Linked DNA regions of Siniperca chuatsi: region 2 is linked to region 1. The links are chromatin contacts, called in public Hi-C maps. All regions are on one chromosome and are shown on one strand. Each heading gives the region's core, a stretch centred on a gene start, on an enhancer-like site or on the middle of the called end of the contact. The rest is flanking DNA. Distances are from core to core; before and after follow the strand shown. Region 1 holds the start of si:dkeyp-59c12.1 (ras-related and estrogen-regulated growth inhibitor-like protein). Region 2 overlaps slco3a1a (solute carrier organic anion transporter family member 3A1).

What was found. Hi-C and Micro-C count contacts between places; a contact is called where the count stands out from the background.
Region 2: a contact with region 1 is called in a Hi-C map of liver, with 3 times the contacts expected there. The contact joins the enhancer-like site here to the promoter of si:dkeyp-59c12.1 in region 1. A contact is called at or near these places in 3 of 3 Hi-C or Micro-C datasets (liver, skeletal muscle and an unstated tissue).

The regions. Positions count from the first base shown.
Region 1 is chrLG4:12,676,554-12,684,006 of ASM2008510v1, reverse strand. si:dkeyp-59c12.1 (ras-related and estrogen-regulated growth inhibitor-like protein) reads left to right here and starts at 5,323. Exons shown (of 4, transcript XM_044192126.1): 1 at 5,323-5,560; 2 at 5,650-5,703; 3 at 5,795-5,871; 4 at 6,408-7,453. The coding sequence starts at 5,512. The coding sequence ends at 6,833.
Region 2 is chrLG4:12,719,333-12,725,893 of ASM2008510v1, reverse strand. It overlaps slco3a1a (solute carrier organic anion transporter family member 3A1), which reads right to left. Exons shown (of 11, transcript XM_044192127.1): 4 at 1,915-2,013; 5 at 1,554-1,826; 6 at 618-782; 7 at 319-517. Among protein-coding and RNA genes, the nearest start is that of st8sia2, 17 kb to the left of the region's middle. Within about 2 kb of position 3,398, the one cell type or tissue checked has an H3K27ac peak away from gene starts, as active enhancers do. A contact at or near this core is called in liver, where this site is marked.

The DNA.
Region 1 (7,453 bases), core at 4,074-6,573:
ATAGTGCACATTTTTAAAGCTAGCCATGCTAAAACACTGATTAGAGCAGCTTTTTTTTAAAAAGAGTGTGGCTCTAGGGATGGCAATGTCTGTCTGTTGGTCACCACTTTGGTCCAGACTAAATATCTTAACAACTATCAGATAGATTGCACTGAAATTTTGTACAGACATTCATGCTTCCCAGAAGATCAATCCTACTCACATAAGAGATCCTCTGACTTTTTCTCTAGCGCCACCATGAGGTTGACATTTGTGCTTTTGAATTAAATGTCTCGACAACTACTGGATGGACTGAATTCGGTGCAGACTGTCATTGTAACACAAAAGATAGAATAATTATAACTTTTTACCAAATACCTGCAAAACTATAATGAAATTCCTATCAGCCTCAGTTGTGCTTTGTGTTTTGTGCTAATTAACAAATGTTAGCATGCTAACATGCTTAACTAAGATGGTGAACATAGTGAACATTATACCTGCAAAACCTAAAGCATGTTAGCATGCTGACGTTAGCATTTAGCACAAAGCACCACTGCGCCTCAGTGCAGCCTCACAAAGCTGCTAGCATGGCTGTAGACTCTTAGTCTTGTTTTATTATCAGTGGAGTCATTGACTATGTGTAATGTGTTCATCACTTGTAGTGATGAACATAGTAGTGATCACTTGTAGTGATGAACCCACAGAGAATTACCATCCGACTCCATACTCATCACCCCTCATCTCTACAAAGCATTTTAAGGACTTTCAGCTTTTTGTTTTATGGCCCTAAACTTTATTTCTTTGCAGGCAGCTGTTTCCAGTGATAAAGCTCTGAGAAACCCACCATACACTTCCTGCTCAGCACGAAAGGACAGACAGACACAGTTAGCGACCAGCTGGAAAACATAGTGGAGCATTTAGCAGCTAAAGAGTCTTACATTCAGCCAGGTGATAGAAACACGACTCCAAATGAATGCTAATGTTGCTCTCTGCTGGATGTGTAAATAGGCAACTGTTTGCAGACATATTTGACAACTTTATAAAGTGAGTCAATGTTGTGATAACAGCTTTTTCTGCAGCCAAAAAAAGTCAAATAACACGTTAATGAAAAAAAAGAAAGTTGAACAGACTAGCTCTACATTTTGCCTGTAGGCAGAATTTTTTTTTTGTGACGACAAAAAAAGGCACAGATGCATGACCGTTGCAGAGAGTAAATACATACAGCCATATTCCAACTAAACCAATACAGGTGAGAAACCCTGAGCATCAGGGTATGACTGCAGTCAGTGTTCTTCATCTTCTCAGAGAGGTGGAAAATATTTTATGGTTATGAACCATCTCACAAACTAAGGCTCTCTAGACTATGTGGAATCTGAATGTCTTCTTCTGGATCCTATAGCACACTTATGTTTTTAAAATGAGCTGAACATGAATGTAAATTTAATGTCTGACAAGCTGAGCATCGTACTACTACCTGACTTCAGTTCAGTTTTATCCTTCTCTGTGCCACATTTCAAATGGAATTGCAAGTCAAGTGTAAATTTAAATAAGGCCTGCCATCTGACGTCTTTTATCGAGAGGATGGTTTTCAGTTTATTTCCTTATCACAGCCCTGAAATAGGGAAAAGTGGAATTCTCACACACATAAAGTGAGTGTAAGTTAAATCCGTAAGAAGATTTATTTGCATAAGCACACACAGCCGAAGCAGCTTCATGTGAAACAGCTTTGGATGAAAAGACCTTGTAGAGAGTATATAATTACCTCTGAATGTTGCAGAGATTGGTGTTTTTCTTCCTTTAAATTATTATTAGAAATATGAATTTTAATGTACTAATAAATATGTTTGGTATTAACCTAAATACCTACAGTAATACCTGGTTCTTTTGAAATTATTACACCACAAAATTCCTCTCTTTTCAAAGCCCTGTTGGGCATTAAAACACTGAGGGATGTAAATGAATTATGGAACAAGATAAAGATGTTTTGCTTCATTAAATCCATCACTTTTAAAATAGTCTTTGATGCTGCATCATTGCCTGCATGTTCATTTATACATCACATAATGCAAGAAACGGTCAGAACCTCCAGTTTGACAGTTTGGTGGAGTTAAGGTTCAGTCTGCTTATCTATCACTTACACACCACGTACTGTAACAGATACGTGTGAGCGCCTTCATACACCATCAGCACTGAGGCACATTTGCATTAGTTCTGTTACTTACTTACCAGCGATGAAATGAAATATCTTGGCAGTTTGTCACTTAACATAATTTTCTTGACTGAGGGGAAGAGACACAAGCAGTGACAAAACAATAGAGCTTTAAAAGTATATTACATTAAGTAAATAATGTAATTCTCTAAAGCTAAAACTCTGTTGCGTTGTTAAGCATCTATTAAGACAAATCAGGTTTTACTGGGACACAGAGGATTTAACAGACTCTTATGAGACAAGTATTTTCTCTAATAAAATACATTTCCAAAAACCACACCATTTTGGGAGTACTGTAAGAGAACCTAAATATAATAATAATTTCCCTGTTTTGGTCGCATATTAATTTTGTTTTGGGTTTGTTTCCTTCTCAATTGTATGCCTTGGGACCAAAAACATTTCTCACCACCATAATATCTCTGCAGCTGTACAATATGAATTTTCATGAATGTGGCACCTTCACCGGCCAGGAAACGTAATGTGCCTCTGATATCTGTGATGAATTTCACACAGACGTGTCGTGGTGATAAAGGTCATTAATGCTGACAGCTTGGGAAATGTGACGAGTGGTTTATTCAAATCATTAAAAAGTGTTGTGACTTGATGAACATTCAAACTCTCATCACATTATTGCGTTTTTCATTTTGGGGTTATGTACGTCATGTTTTTTAAATTCCACGTACATGATATTAACTATGATGCATTTGTTTATAATCTACATCTGCATATATTTCATGATACATTATGGCCTTAGTTATCTCTTAGTTATAGTGAGTCAGCGCCACACGTGCTAACACCCCTCATAATGATGAATACAGACATTTAAAAACCATGTGAAGTACCCTTTCCATTATATTGGGTATTATTCCATATCATAAGTACATTCAGTTGATGCATCAATAAACAAGGATAAGGTTGATTACTACAAATACATGCTCAAACAGTTCTAATTTACATGCTAAATATGTAATGAACACATTTATCTTCTGACACACTAAACATTGCAATGTTCGCAGTGTGAGGCTAAAACTCAAGTATTTCCTAAAATTCCACATCTGCAAAATTTATGCCTGAAGCCAAATATTTGAATACCCATCTTCTTGGAGCTTCCAGCCGCAGAATAATCTTATTTACATGAGATAAGAGACAGGAAATGATATCAGAAATAATATGAAGGGTTTCTGTGAACTGGTTTTACTGCTGCAGCTTACAGCAGCAGTACTGTCACTGAGGAGCTCGTCTTACTACAACAAAACCGTAAAGTGTGGAAGAAATCAGAGGTAAATGCAGAAAAACATCGTGTACATGTTTTAATAAAGGTGTTTCATAAAATTATACCTGACTTGATAGTAGTATTTGCCTTTTACATGCACACAAGACAAGAAACCAAGTTACTGTGAGTAAATCTGATTAAAATAAGGAATTGTAGCCACCAGAGGAGAAAGTAAAGCTGGAAAAGATAAAGACAAATCACACACACACACACACACACACACACACACACACACACACACACACACACACACACACACACACACACACAAACACACACACAAAAAAGCAGTCTCTACCTATTGGGACCTCAATTTTTGTCCCCACAGTGACACAAGTCCCCAGCGGTTAGTGTGCATTCAGGTTAAAGAACACACACACACACACACACACACACACACACACAGGTTTGTTTCACTATCCCCATGGGGGACAGTCATTGACATAATGCTTTCCCTAGCCCCTTACCCTAACCTTAACCATCACAACTAAATGCCTAACCTTAACCTTTACGCCAACCCTAACCTTAACCCAACTGTAACCTGTACCCTAAAACCAAGTCTTAACCCTCAAAAAGCAGGGTTAGTGTGCATTCAGGTCCCCATTGGGATATAAGAACATGAATGCACACACACGCGCGCGCGGGGAAGCAGTTGTTACAGCCTAATGCTACAAACAGCCAATTATCTGGAGGTTTGTTTCTGTTCAGCCAATCAGTGTCCAGCCTGCCTCCACTGCCTTTTCTGGCTCCAGGAAGCAAATAAAGTCATCTGTTTATGGGAGACATTTATTGGAATCTAGTTCCCCCTTCTGGTTGATGTTAATATTGCAGCAGCAAACAGAAAGAGCCTTGACTGACGTTAATACAGCAGACAAAATACAAACCAGGTAAAACAAAAAAGTGAAACCTTAACTTCAAAACCAGCTACTCCCAAATTGATTAACACACAGATTACCACCTAGACTATAGTTATTAATATCTTTTAAAGGTTTATTTACAACAGTAAGTAAATACAGCTTTAAAACAGGCCCATATTTTAATTGTTATAAGTTGAGAAACACAAAATGCCTTTTTTCATCTATAACACAAACGAAATGATTATATATGTGACTAGACCCGTAATTAATATAGTCAAAAATTACTTTATTTCACCTTCAGACTACATTTTACAGCCTCATAACAGATAATCTTTGACTTTTAACTTTAGAGCAACTTGTATTAATTATTAATGTATTTTATCCAGTGGTGGAGGAAGTATTCAGGTTCTTTACTTAAGTAAAAGTTGCAACAGGCCTACCATAGTGTAAAATACTCCATTACATGTAAAAGTCCTGCATAAAAAGTGTTACTTAAGTAAAGGTTCACCCGCAAAATGTATTAAGAATAAAAAAAGTACTCAATGTAGAAAAATGAACCCCGTGAGTGTTATGATATATAATATCATTAGATTATTATTACTGATGCACTAATGTGTAAACAGCATTTTCAACTATTTTTTATACCGTTGGGTAGTTTAATAGGCTATATGACCATGACTCATATTTTATAAGATTATCAGATTTACTTGTGTAAAATAATTTATTTGCAAAGAAACTACAGCTGTGATAAATGTGTCATGAAAAGGAAATACTCGAGTAAAGTAGGCCTACAAGCGCCTCAAATTTGTACTTGAGTAAATTGAGTTAGTATAGGCTACTTAGTTACATTCCGCCGCTGATTTCCTTAAAATGTCATGACAAAAAATACGCCTATAAGAAAACGTGAGAAAAAAGATCCTTTCGGCATTTATAACAACACCGGGATATCATTATAATAGGCTACTAAAGCTACTGAAGCGGGTTCCTTCTTCAGAGAGACGCGTGAGGTAGACCACGTGAGGGAGACATCACTGAATTATCGCTGTTGCTGTTGTTGTTGTTATGGGTGATTTGTTTACCCCGCCCACCTGTCTGTCCTATAATAACTGCTCTGAGCCGGCAGCAGCGGCACAGCAGCAGCCTCCTCCGCCTCACATGGAGCTCAGCGGATCGACACAGCTGTTTCACTGAAAATGGATGCCAACATTGTTGTCATGGGGACAGAAAGCGTCGGGAAATCAGGTAAAAACATGTCTGTAATGGAGAAATAGTTATATATATATATATATGTTTCTGTTGCACACGGTGCGTTAAAGATTGTTGTTTTTCAGCACTGACCGTGCGCCTGTTGACTCGGAGATTCATCGGCGAGTATGGAGATATTGGTAAGTGTCCCGTCCGACTTTACTGACACCGATGCAATGCAGCCTTTTAACTTCATCTACATTTCCATTAACTTAACTTGTTCTCTTGCAGAATCCATCTACAGTCACAGTTTTATGGTAGATGGGAGGGAAATCTCTCTCAATATTTGGGATTCACCTTATTCTGAGGTAAGGAGACATGTAAATAACTACCTGACAGTTGCTATCAATGATTCTGGTACCAGTGGTAGAGGAAGTACTCCTCAAATCCTCAACTCAAGTAAAAGTAGAAAATACTTCTTTGTAAAAATACTACATTACAAGTAAATGTTCTTCATTCAAAATTTTACTTAAAGGAAAAGTTCAGCAAAATGTGCTTTAAGTTTCAAATGAATAGCCTAAAAGTCCCTTTCATACTGTTATATTATTATGTATATTATAATTTTGTTTTATCATTACTGATACCTTAATGTCAGCATTTAGACAGGGTGGAGCTAATTTTAACAACTTTGGGGTAGTTTGATCTATAATAATGTATCATATATTAGAAGATAATCATATGTTTTATGTGTAAAATCTGCAAAGTAACTAATGATTATAGCTGTTAAAGATATGTAGGGCAGAACAAAGTACAATATTACTGTCTCACATGTAGTGATGCAGAAATATAAAATATAACTCAAAAAAACCACAGGTGTCTTTGGACTAAATGTGTGATTTCACAGGATTTGTCTGTGGAGCCGTCACTCGTTGAAAAGAAGGTCCAGTGGGCAGACGGCTACGTTCTCGTCTACAGCATCTGTGACAGGGCCAGTTTCAACACCGTCAGCAGGCTCATTCAGACGATCAAGTCCACTAAAGACTACCTGAACGCAGACAAAGCGCCCATAGTTATTGTGGGCAACAAGAGGGACCTGCACCACAGGCGGACAGTGCTGAGTGAGGAGGGCTGGTTGCTAGCTCTCAAAACAGACTGCTACTTCTACGAGGTGTCGGCGGCCGAGAACTACCACAGCGTGCTCATGGTGTTTCATGGGCTGGTGGACAGGATGAAGGACGCCAAGCTGACCATTAAGAGGCCTCTGGGGTTCAAGGGCATAGTGAAAAGCATGTCTGCAGTGTTCACCAGGAGACGGACAGACTCATTTTAGTAAAGACTGTGACAGAAGAGGAGTTTTCTATGATATCTGCATAAGAGAGGTTACACATTATGTGTATTTGACTGGATGGATATCACAGTCTGTGAGTGAAATATTAACAGATGTGTCACATGTTACTGTGCCAAAGGTAACAATAACGCTTCCTGAGGTGGAGACACCGCAGAGATGGGAGCTGCTTTTCACTAAAAAAGTGTGGAAAGACAGAGATGAAAAAAGGCATTAAGCTTCAGAAAACATGGAGACAAAACAATGTCACAGAGGTTACAGATGTTTTTTGGTGACAGGTTTTGAAGTTAGCCGCACTTCTAGCCACAAAAGACTGATGCAATTAGTCTAATTCATTATGCAGATACTTGTTATGCAGTAATATACTATTGTGTGCAACAAGGTATGCAATATGTTTAAGCTATATATACCAGCTGTGGCTTCAGATTGGAGGAAATTCTATGCACAATTTAAATGTACCTTTACTTATGATGATGACCAAAGATAACGTCTTAAAGCTCTTTAATTCACAAGTGGAACTTTTGTATTGCTGGAAAAAGTGTCCTGTTCAATCCTGTAATTCATTCTTGAAAGTAAAACATACATATTTGTATTTATTCAAGTCT
Region 2 (6,561 bases), core at 2,149-4,648, 44 kb before region 1:
TTATATAACAGAATAATACTGCTCTAACCCAGTGGGTCCTAACATTTTTGGCTTGTAAACGAAGAAATGTCTACTTGTGACCCCTCGTCACAGGTTGCATCACCAGTTTAATCAAAGAGTGATTTTTTCCCCCTTGTTTTATTTGAATATTTTTTCCTGAATAAGTACAATAATTCAGTAAGTTACCAGAAAAAAGCAAAAATTAGTGGGGAAACTCATCTCCCAACACCTCAAATTTATCTTGGTCGGCAACTATTGCCTTAACCTGTATTCAACGTTAAATACAAATGGCTGCCGCACATTCATGTTGTATCCTACCTGTTGCCGTATGTGACCGTCACTCCTGCGACAGGACCGGTGTCACAGCCCAGGAACAGGAAGGAGACGTAGCAGGCAGTGGAGATCAGGTTGACCAGCATGGCCATGCGGATGGCTCCCAGCGCCGACAAGTTCAGCTTCTTCACCAGCAGACCGCCCATAAAGATCCCCAGACATGCACACGGAATGGCCGTCATACCTTAAAAATACAGTTGGCCAAAACCTGTTTATTATACTGGTATACAAATGTGTGTGACCGTGCATATGTGCGCTTGTGCATGTTTGCTGTGAACACAGACCTAACAGCTGGTTTGCTGAGGAGGTGGTGAGGCTGAACTGCTGCTCGAGGTATTTCCCCAGAAAGGCTGCAAAGCCCGCCACGACTGCGATCTCCATACAGGCCGCCAGGATGATGCAGGTGAACACTGGGTTCGACAGGAGGTGCTTGGTCACCTTGGGGATCACTAGTCGTAAAGAAACAAGGAACCATTAAGATCCAAGCATGTTTGTTCGCAGGACAGACTCTCTTGTTGCCTTTATGTCTTTTCTGGCACCTGCTCTGATCTCATTTGACTACATTTGTTTAGCAATCAAATAACATGAATAATAAACCAATTACTTCTCAATGGATAAAATGCCGAGTTCCAAAACTTTTTTTTTTTTTTTTTTTTTTTACTTATGTGCAAAACAATGACTAAAAACTAGCATTTAGATTCATGAAGTAGCTTATGTAAGTGCAAATTTTCTCCACCTCCACCAGGTACAACATTAAAATGCTGCTCACAGTTTAATGCATCAGTAATAATTATACTACAGTAATATGATATATAATAATACAGCCCTGACTGGAGACAATCTACATAATGAGTAATTTAATTGTTGATGCTTTAAGTAAATTTTGATGATAGTACTTTTAAGTAACATTTCCAGCGTAGTACTTTACTTGTGATGGAGTATTTTTCATTGCGGCATTATTACTTTAATTAAAAGGAGCTGAATGCTTCTTCCAACACTGAGCAGATCTAACCACTTTTAGTTGTAACCATTTTATACCAGTTACAACAGTATCAAACTCAAGATACTTTTAACATTTTAATTCTTATTCACATTTGGCAAATATAGAAAATGAATTCATCAATATATGTTATGTAATTTAAAATGTTTTTACATTTACAGAATGTATATTTTCCTTGCATGACTACACTGCAGTACTACACTGGATCCTGCACACTCACCCCTGAGTTGCTGACAGCAGGTGGGGCTGTTGGCAGGCTCGTGGTTGCGTACAACCCCATTGCTGGACTTTGGAGTCTCATAGTCTGAATTCAGAGAGGGAGGAAGCATAACCTGCTCACTGTCTGCCTCCTCCTCTCGCTCCTTGTTTGGCAGCGACTGAGGGAAGCCAAACATAAAGAGAGCTGAGAAGAAGAGTAAGGCACCACACAAAAGGAAGCCTGCCCACCAGGCCCCGATCCACCGCGGGTCGTCATGAGTGATGCCCAGCTTACCTGTAGAGAGGCACAGCAGAAGTCAATACACTACATGCACAGAAAAACACATTAAAATAATGCAGCACTGGAGAAATATTAAACTCACTGGTGTCGATGAAGATAGCATCCACATAGAACTTAGTGCAGAGGGAACCAAGGATGAAGCCACACGCTGGCCCAAACACCAGTGTAGAAAAGAGAATTCCTGCACAGAAACAAATATCAACTTTAATATTTGGTCTAATTTCATTCACCTGACACTTTCCGAAATACGTTTATAGTGACAAAAACAAGCCCAAAAACAAGTAGGCTAGTTTTGTTAGAACAGCCATGAATATTGTACTACAGGTCACCAACCAAAGTCAGGAGATGCTCTGTATAATACTGTTAATGCCTTCTGTATGACTCTATAAAACACCTGTGGTAAACAAAAAGATATATAAGGGATCCTTTGTGCCATGTGTAATCAATGTCCCCATGCTGGGAGATTTCAATAAGTTGTATCAACTTTTACACATATATTGCTTATGATTTGTGATACTTGTGTTTATTATTTGTATTGTGTCTTATTGTGTTTACTGTCTTCATTGGTGAGACTAAAAGACATTTTCTGCTCTGGTGGGACAATAAAGTTTTGTTATTTAGTTTAAAAAACATATTAATGCCCAGTGCGGCATGAAAGCTGCAAACCTTCATATTTGAGAGGCTGGAACCAGAGAATATTTGCCCCTTTTTGCTTTTCATTCAGCTCTGTTTTTATGTGGGTTCAGTGTGAAGCAAGACAGCAAACAGGGAAACATTTTGGTTCTCATGAAAGATCAAATCAGCCAGTTAAAACCACAAAGCGGGCGCAGCAGTGGTGGCAACACACACTGTGACTGTGCTCGTTATGATCACATGGCTCAGCCTTCTCTCCCTCGCAGGGTAACAAACACATAGAAACACACACTGTGAGGAAGACACCTGACTACGGAGACCAGTTCTTTTGTCCCAATCTGCTCTAGCGGGCAGCTGGAAATAAAGTATGGAGCCCGGAAAATCCAGAATCCTCATTAGAGCGCTGTCAGCGGGGTGAGAGTCTGGCACTGTGACTCAGACTGCAGGCAGATAACGAAGACTCAAAGCTCAATTTGGGAGACAAATTTCTCCCTGACTGTACGTCCTGTGATCTGTGGTATTATTAGACTGCAGAAAGGAGTGCTGGACTGCATCTGGCACACAGCCACAAACCAGATCCTTGTTCTAAGTTTGACCACTGCAGCTCACAGGAACAGCAACGCTAGCTTCAAATTACCATCAAAATAAAATGAAATAATCTCTGCTATTCCACTACCTCCTGCAGCATTAGAAACATCCTCTTTACTGGCTGCAGGCTGGCCTTCACATTGCTGCTATCAGCACAGCGTCTCCAGTAAGATGTCGAATGCCAGGAGCAACCACTTAATGAACAAGTGTGGAAACTTTGACTAAGCTTTGTTTGTCTCTGCTAGTACTGAGAGTGAATGCACATGTCTGCTTCCTGCCTTGACCACCCACATAGAAAGGGAGTCAACACATTCACATGATTGTAGCCTCATTCACAATCATAGTAAATTCTTCACATAAAAGAAATGGCTCACAGATTTGTTAGGTGCGGCTCACTACCTATAATGTGGTATAAACAGACTCATTTAGGCAAGACGAGGAGTGAAACTAAAGAAAAGGGCGTTTTCATGTTGGTACGGGAACATATTGCTTTTTTTCCCCACCAGCATACAGCTGAAACATCTTTGCGGTTGACAGTCAGACCAGCACGGAAATGAACAAAAAAATGTGTGTCCACGAGGCAGGCATATGTTTTTACCTCTTCCTTCAGCTAGCTTCTGAGGGTCTGTAATATGAAAAGAAGGCAGATAGCATGAATGCAAGACTGCCAAATCTGAAATCAAAGTTTAAAACGATTAATCTCAAACAACAGTGTGTAACCACCTCTAACATAAACACACAGATGGATTCACACCCACAAACACATGTAAACACACAGGAAAGAGCAGTTGAGGCTAAATACCAGTGAAACTGCAGTTTAACAGCACTTGCAAGGAGGAGGGCTGCAGTCACTATGTGACTAGTGAATTTGCCTGTGGTGTTGCGAATGAGGCCTGTGCACTCTCTGTTTTGAGTGTTTCCTTAGAAACGGAGTGTTGTCTTCTCATAGCAACAACATTACAATTGCTTTCATCACAGGAAACCTCAAAGAGGAAATTCAGTTAGTGAAATCATCTTCCTGGAGATGACGGCTGAGATAGCCCACGACCACTGAGAGGATAAATGTTTCCACTGAGTTCCATGCCTACCCCCTGTTGCATCAAGAAACGCTGTCTCCTTCATGATAACATTGTGCCACAGCGCAATGAGGGCCCATGCCTCCTTATCATTCTTCTGCTTCTGCACAAGAAACAAGGGGGATGCACAATTTTGAAGCTGGTGATAATCTTCACATGAAAGATAAACTAAAATATTTTCTTTTTTGTGTTAAGCAGAGGAAAAGCATGCAGCAAGTTGAGTCTCTCACATTAGGATTAAGCTGGCATGAACATGAACCAGATCTTGTAGCCAAAACATAAGCAAATTATCAAGTCCAACATTGCTTCAGTAGGAGCCAAACCTACTTGATGTGAGGTGCTCAAGATAAAAATCTTTCTTTTGACCTCTTTGGTAGCTGCTAAATGGAAACACAGTCAAATCTTAAATAACACCGTTAAACTGTGAAATGTTAAATTCTCCAGTTTGGCTTACAGAAAGTGTTCCAAATTTTAAGAAACATGTTTATTCCCTTTCTTGCTGAGAGTTAGGTGAGAAGATTGATACCACTCATGTCTCTCCATTAAGTATGGAGCTAGAGCCAGGAGGTGATTAGCTTAGCTTGGCATAAAAACTGGAAGCAGGGGGAAACAGCTAGTCAGGCAACCAGCAGAGACTCAAGGAAGTCTTATTAAAAAACACACTTTTAGTTTTGTGTGTAGCCAGGCTTGCTGTTTCCCATTTTCAGTCTAATTTGGTGCTGGCTGCTGTTTCATATTTACCGTACTGTTAGCTAAATGAGAAGGTTGATACCATTCTCATGACTGTATGGTAAATATGAAGCTACAGCCACTTAGCTTAGCTTGGCATACAGACTAGGAAAAGGAGATGACAGCTAGCCTGGCTCTGTTCAAAGATAACAAAATCCTCCTACCAGCACCCCTAAAGCTCACTAATTAACACGTTGTATCTCACAGTGATGACAGTGAGGTTGCCAGTTACGACACTTAACTCCTCCTAAATCCAATAATTGTTGGTTAGGCTAGCTGTTTGGCGTCCAGTCTTTATGCTAAGCTAAGCTAACCGCCTCCTGGCTAGAGCTTTGTACTTTACACGCAAGCATAAGAGTTATCAATCTTCTCATCTAACTCTCAGCAAGAAAATGAATAAGGATATTTCCCAAAAATGTCAAACTATTCCTTTATGGTAAGAGCAGAGCAGGAGATAAATGTCATGCAACCATAAAGTAGAGCTGATTTGAACTGTTTCATGTGAAGGATTCCCCTGGGCACATACTGACAGGCTTGGTTACTGTTATTACAAACTTTTATTCCCCATCCACCTCAGTGCTTTATTCTTTCTTTTAATCTTATTTCAAATAACCGACCTTTGCTCTCAGGTCAAAGACGAAATGACAACTCTGCCTGTACAAGCTGTAAAGGCACATATTTCATGTTTGTCATGACAGGGTTAAGCTGAAGAAAAAAAAAAAAAAGAAAAGAAAACCTAAGTTAAGCACATTAAATCTCCATGAAGGACAATACATGACCACAGCCGTGGGTAATCTTTGTAATACACTACTTCTCCAAACTGCCTCTAAATCCCTTTTTCCCTTCCAGCGGTCCCGTTACGAGATAAGTACAAAACAAACTAATTTGTTCATGTTGTAGTTCGCCCGAGCCTTTTAGTATCATGTGAATTATACTCTCAGGGGAGCATGTCAGATGTAATTCAATAACAAAGCTCGGCTCTAGTGTTTTTGTCTCCCTCTAATTTGTTTAGAGACCAATAGAAAAGGCTGGGAAAGCTACTGTCCATGAGGCTTGTCCTTTTCCGGATATTAATTAACCCATAGATGCATCCCCATCCCATATCTTACACACTTACACAGAGTTGACTTAAAACAAATGTTGAATACACAAATGCCCACACATTCCCTTCAAAGATCAAAGAGGGTTATTTTTGTATCTTGTGAAAACTGTATATCACATCAGCATTTCACATGTAGCGCTTGACGTCATGCTATTTATCTTCGCACTTGGACAGGATTTCCACATATGTATGTGACCCATACAAGCACCTCCATCTTATACACTTTCCTAATTGTTTAACCAAACACTATGCAGAGATTAAGCCATAATAGACGAGATGCTAACTGTGACAGGCTGCACTCTTCATAAAAATCACTCCTGAGATTAATGTGGAGTCAGGTGAAACCCAGTGAGAGGCAGATTTAATGCTGTTCGACACAGATACAAGATACAAAAATAATGGCCATTTATACACCTCTAGTTGTAAAGTTTACTTTCTTTAGACCATCTAAACCCAGGGGTTGAGATTATAAACCAACGCAAGGTGAGGTTAAACAGATAAGCTCATGGTAATCAAAATGTCAGATGCATTGCACCACCCTCAGTTTATTTCCTGCTCTCACTGTACAAAAGGAATTCCTTCTCCTCAATTAATCCAGCTC